2 separate regions of the Acanthopagrus latus genome follow, and region 1 is linked to region 2. A link is a contact called in public Hi-C data. All regions are on one chromosome and are shown on one strand. Each heading gives the region's core, a stretch centred on a gene start, on an enhancer-like site or on the middle of the called end of the contact. The rest is flanking DNA. Distances are from core to core; before and after follow the strand shown.

Region 1 (2,700 bases), core at 107-2,606, 170 kb before region 2:
TTCTGATCCGTCCAGGTTCTGTTGATCCAGATAATCTCCACAGATGAACTCCACTCTGTGATGTGTGAAGCTAAATTAACTGTGTAGCAGTAAGAAGCTAATGTTAGGCTACAAACAGACGACATCACGGTCACATGACTGAAACGTCTCCACCACTAAGAGTCTTGCTGCACAATTATTGAGGCTTCAGAGTAAAAAAACCTGAAAAGAAGAATCAGTTATCTGAACGTGAACGTACAGATTGATCTCCAGAACTTTCTGGTTTCTGTATGAGTGGATGGAGGTCAGTAATAAACACACATGTTCACTTTAAATATACTTTTTACTGTAACGTTTCAATTCAAGATCGAAGAAACTTTATTGTTCCCACAGTGACAGAAAGTTTCCTGTTCAAACAACATGGAGAAACATTCACACTGTCAGACTCTCATTAAATGAAATGAGACACTTTAGTCTGGTTCTGATCCGGGGTTCTGACTGTTCATGGGGGAAATGTTGAGACTCTGTAATAAATGAGTTTGGTTCTGACCTGCAGCTGCGGCTCCGAGTGAAAGAATAAAATAAATATAATATAATAACTATAATAACAGCTTAAAACAAAACATGAAAGAAAAGGATGAAATGATAATGAGAGAGAGGAGGAGGAGAGAGAGGAGGAGGAGAGAGAGAGAGAGGAGGAGGAGAGAGGAGAGAGGAGGAGAGAGAGAGAGAGAGACAGAGGAAGAGGAGAGAGGAGAGAGAGAGAGAGGAGGAGAGAGAGAGAGAGACAGAGGAGGAGAGAGAGAGAGAGAGGAGGAGAGAGAGAGAGGAGGAGGAGAGAGGAGGAGAGAGAGAGGAGAGAGAGAGAGAGGAGGAGAGAGAGAGAGAGACAGAGGAGGATAGAGAGAGAGAGAGAGAGAGAGAGAGAGGAGGAGGAGAGAGGAGAGAGAGAGAGAGAGAGAGAGAGAGGAGGAGGAGAGAGGAGAGAGGAGGAGAGAGAGAGAGAGAGACAGAGGAAGAGGAGAGAGGAGAGAGAGAGAGAGGAGGAGAGAGAGAGAGAGACAGAGGAGGAGAGAGAGAGAGAGAGGAGGAGAGAGAGAGAGAGAGGAGGAGGAGAGAGGAGGAGAGAGAGAGGAGAGAGAGAGAGAGGAGGAGAGAGAGAGAGAGACAGAGGAGGATAGAGAGAGAGAGAGAGAGAGAGAGAGGAGGAGGAGAGAGGAGAGAGAGAGAGAGAGAGAGAGAGAGGAGGAGGATAGAGGAGAGAGAGAGAGAGAGAGAGAGGAGGAGGGGCTTTCTCTCTCTTCCTCTCTCTCTTTTCTTTTTTCTCTCCAGACGCGTAAAACCAGGCAGGACGCGCAGAGCGCAGAGAGCAGGAGCCACAGAGGAGGAGGAAGAAGAAGAAGAAGAAGAAGAAGAAGAAGAAGAAGAAGAAGAAGAAGAAGAAGAAACAAGAAGCAGCAGCAGCAGGAGGAGGAAGAGGAGGAGGAGGAGGAGGAGAGTGTTGGATGTAGCTGCTGGGTGTTTTGCGGCTGTTGTGTGGAATGTGCGGCTCCTGCTCAGCTGCTCAACAACTTTGTGAATCTCTGCTCTCATGCTGAGAGGAGGACGCAGAGGATGGGAGTTACCTGGTCCTCCAGATGCCTCGCTCTCTTTCTAGCTCTCCACATAGGTGAGTGTCCCATCCCTCCATCATCCCTCCATCATACATCCCTCCATCATACATCAGTGTGTCGATGAGCGGGTCGGGAAAGTCTCGTGTTGTCGCTTTCTGTCCCGGACGAGAATCTGAATTTGATCCATAAAGAAGCAAAAACATGTTTTATTTGGATTCTGACTCCTGAAGGTGTTTTATTTTATTTCACCGTTAATTTAAAAAAGAAATGAATCCGTCGCTTCTGAAAACGACTCAGAAATGTTTTTGTTTGTTTTTTTTTTTGTTTAACAGATGATTAAATTTTGTTTGTTTCAGCTGCAAAATATAAAAATCTGTTTTTTAAAAAGTAATTTAATCAGATTTACAGCTGACACATGTTTCTGTGTTGGAGCAGCAGCGAGGCTACACATCCAGTGTGTGTGTGCGTGTGCGTGTGTGTGCGTGTGTGTGCATGTGCGCGTTAACAAGGGGAATGCCCCCCCGCCCCCCCCCACACACACACACACACCTCGGTTGTCCCAAACTCGAGACATTTGTTGATTTTTAATTTTTTTTATTTTCCACATTCACAACAAAAAAAATGATTTGAATTTATTTAAACTAAATCAAATTATTTCAAATAAAATTACATTTAATTCGCTGGTTTTGTTGTTTAAAATCGACGGTTCCGGTTCTGGTTCGTGTTCTGTGTTCTCGGCGTGTCTCTGCACACGGAGCAGGAGAAATAAAAGGCCCGTGTGGAGGTTCGGAACATGTCGAACTGCAGCAGAAGAATCTCAGACGTGACGCCGGAGCGCGCTGCTCTCCCGCCGCAGTGTGCGGGAGGCTGCGGGGCTGCGGGAGGCTCCGCACCGTCACAGCCGGGACGACAGAGCCGAGCACGAGAGGCGCAAACAGCCGACAACAATTATTAATTCTATAATATAATATCATCTATATTTTAATCTCTGCTGCTCTGATAATAATCAGCGGGAACGAAACGACACAACGACGCGGTTCTTTTATCTCCCGGTTCCGTCCCGGTGAACATGCGCAGAACGAGGCCTCGACGGGAAATAAAAGCTGCA
Region 2 (2,700 bases), core at 182-2,681:
GTGATGTGAAACACATCTAGCAGGTGCTGCTGAAGCTGCTTAACCAAAGAAGGAAATCACAGAGAAAACCTGAGCCACATCCGTGTGGTCTCTCCGGAAGATTCAGATCCTCTGACTGACATGAAACAAGTTCTCTGATCTCAAAATACAGAATCACACAGATGAAACGTTTAGTGAGCAGATGGAAAACAGCAGCTGCACATCTAAAGATTTTTTTCAACAGAAGGCGCAGATGGAGAGCTTTACGCACAGATCTGTAGGTTTTACGCACAGATCTGTAGGTTTTACGCACAGATCTGTAGGTTTTACGCACCGATCACACAGCGTGGAATGCGGCACTGACAAAGGGCGTGGTGTTGGGCATGCAGCGGTACCTGAGGGTGTAGTTCTGCCCCTCGTTGTTGTCCCAGAACTCCCCCTCCTTGCTCCTCAGGTACACGGCGAAGTGCACGGCTGAGCTGGGGTCCATGAAGGGCGGCGTGTACACGGTGAAGGTGAACTGCTCCCCCACGAAGCCCGGCTGATCCACGGCCACGGGCAGAGCCTGCGCGTCCACGTGGGAGAGCCAGTCGTTGAAGGTGTACCTCACCCCGACCTCTTTGTCGGTGCAGCCGGTGAAGACCCGGATCTGCCCCCGCACGTCGAACTGCGTGATGGTGACCTTCTCCAGACACACGCCGAGCCGCTGGACTCTCCGCTCCGCCTCTCGAGGCTCTGGGAAGCACGAGACCAGCCGGTCCGTGTCCAGGCTGGACTTGAAGCTCTGGCACAGGTCGTTCAGTAAGTCCTGCTGCGGCGGGAAGCTCTTGTGTCTGGACAGAACTTTGCTCGGGATCTGCGGCTCCTCCAGCGAACTGAAGTGTTTGACGCTGGCCAGGTTCAGACCCATCGAGTCTGCGAACTTCACCCGCTTCCTCCCGTCACCGCCGGAGTCCTCGTCCAGGAGCGCCGCCGGGTATGCGGGCAGGGACTGGGCTCTCCTCCTGTCCCTCATGAATCTCTCCAGCTGTGAAGCGTCCACCTCGTCATCCAGATCTTCCTCATCGTCCTCCTCCTCTTCATCCTCCAGCCCGTTTTCCGCAGACTGCCCGGGGGACGGCGAGTGTCCCCCGGTGTGGATCTGGAGCAGTGAGCGGGACATTAGTGCCCTGCTTGCCGGTCCGGAGTCCGCGTGTGTCCCGGTGCGGGGCGGCTTGTATAGTGAGGAGCCCCCCGCCCCCCGCAGAGGACGACGTGGTGACAGCAGAGCGCGTGCATTCACAGAAACGTGCGCACCGTCACGTCACCAACGTCAACTTTCCCCTGAGTGCGTGCAGGACGTGGACTGTAAACAACAAACAAACAAACAAACAAACAAACAAACACCTGGTCACACTTCATTAGAACCTTCAGAATAAAAGATCATTCATGGTTCTTTCAGCTTTAACAGTTATTTTACAGCAAACACATGATTCATAACACACTGATTAAAGGAGCATTCTGTAGAAATGTTAATGTGCAGAGAAAGAAACAAACTGACCTTAAAGGACAACACAGTTTGAACTGTTCTACTGTGTTTACATGTGGCGGACCCTGCCACCTCTCCAGCCTCACACAGTGTTCTGGACCTTATCGTCCTCTGAGAGCAGCTTCTTTATTCACTGATGGACACAGTTTGTGTTATTACCTCATTAATGTTGTAAATATACACGTCTTCTGTTAATCTACATAATGCTCCTTTAACCAGTCCTGACTTGTCAGAAGTTTATTCAGTATTTAACTGTTATCAGTGAAATAATTATTAATCATATCAGAAGAAGTCAGATGATTTTATCTCAGTTTAAAGTTTTTGTCAGTAAACCAGAGAAAACATGAAACATTTATTCTTAAATCATGATGTTATGGTTCACAGACACGTCATCAGGCACGTCATCAGGCACGTCATCACGGTGACCTGCTGTCCTCAGTTTGTCTCCACAGGATGTGTAAATAAAGTTGTCCTGTGTTACAGACTGACTGCATTATGTAACTCACAGCTCCAAGTGTGCGTCACACAGCGGCCGAAAACAAACACGTGACGTCATGACTTCATCACGCTGACGTCAGGTTCCTGCGGACAGACGGCATGACGTCTTCAGACGTCCCAGCTGGATCTCAGAGCTGCAGCTGCTTCCCTCCGTGTTTCGAGGATTTTGGCGAAGAACAAAAGTGCGATAAAACTGATCGATGACGACACAAAGAAAACGAGTGACTGCTATTAAACACGTTGTCAGACACGTCACACATCCACAGGGTTCAATTCTACAGATGTGTTGGAAACTAAAGATGACGTCATGACTGCTGCAGAGGTGCACATTTAGTTTTGATGCACTTTGAGATCTGCCTGTGAAAGATGTGACCACAATCATTATTTACACAATTTCATTTTATTTTTACATTCTATTAATTCTGTTTGTATTTAAGTGAGATAATATTTCCACCTCCACACGTTCTGTTATTGTGTTTTTATGAACTTTTTGATTTGCTCTGTAATCACTGCTGACTGTGAGGAAATAAATGCTTCATATTTTTAAATTCTTTTTATATTTTTATTCTTTCTTATAGGTTTCATATTTTTCCAAAGTTGTCATGATAATTTATATTTTTGTAGTTTTTATAATTTCCATATTTCTCATATTTATTATTCAATTATTTTATATTATTTTTTATATTTTTCATTTT

What was found. A called contact is a pair of places that touch in the nucleus more often than the background predicts.
Region 1: a contact with region 2 is called in a Hi-C map of muscle, with 3 times the contacts expected there. The contact joins the promoter of nrn1a here to the promoter of ppp1r3g in region 2. A contact is called at or near these places in 2 of 4 Hi-C or Micro-C datasets (liver and muscle).

What each region holds. Positions count from the first base shown.
Region 1 is chr19:23,970,995-23,973,694 of fAcaLat1.1, reverse strand. nrn1a (neuritin) reads left to right here and starts at 1,356. Exons shown (of 3, transcript XM_037079125.1): 1 at 1,356-1,648. The coding sequence starts at 1,594. It overlaps LOC119008608 (coagulation factor XIII A chain-like), which reads right to left. Exons shown (of 24, transcript XM_037079122.1): 6 at 1,605-1,764.
Region 2 is chr19:23,803,504-23,806,203 of fAcaLat1.1, reverse strand. ppp1r3g (protein phosphatase 1 regulatory subunit 3G) reads right to left here and starts at 1,431. Exons shown (of 1, transcript XM_037078892.1): 1 at 1-1,431. The coding sequence starts at 1,141. The coding sequence ends at 317.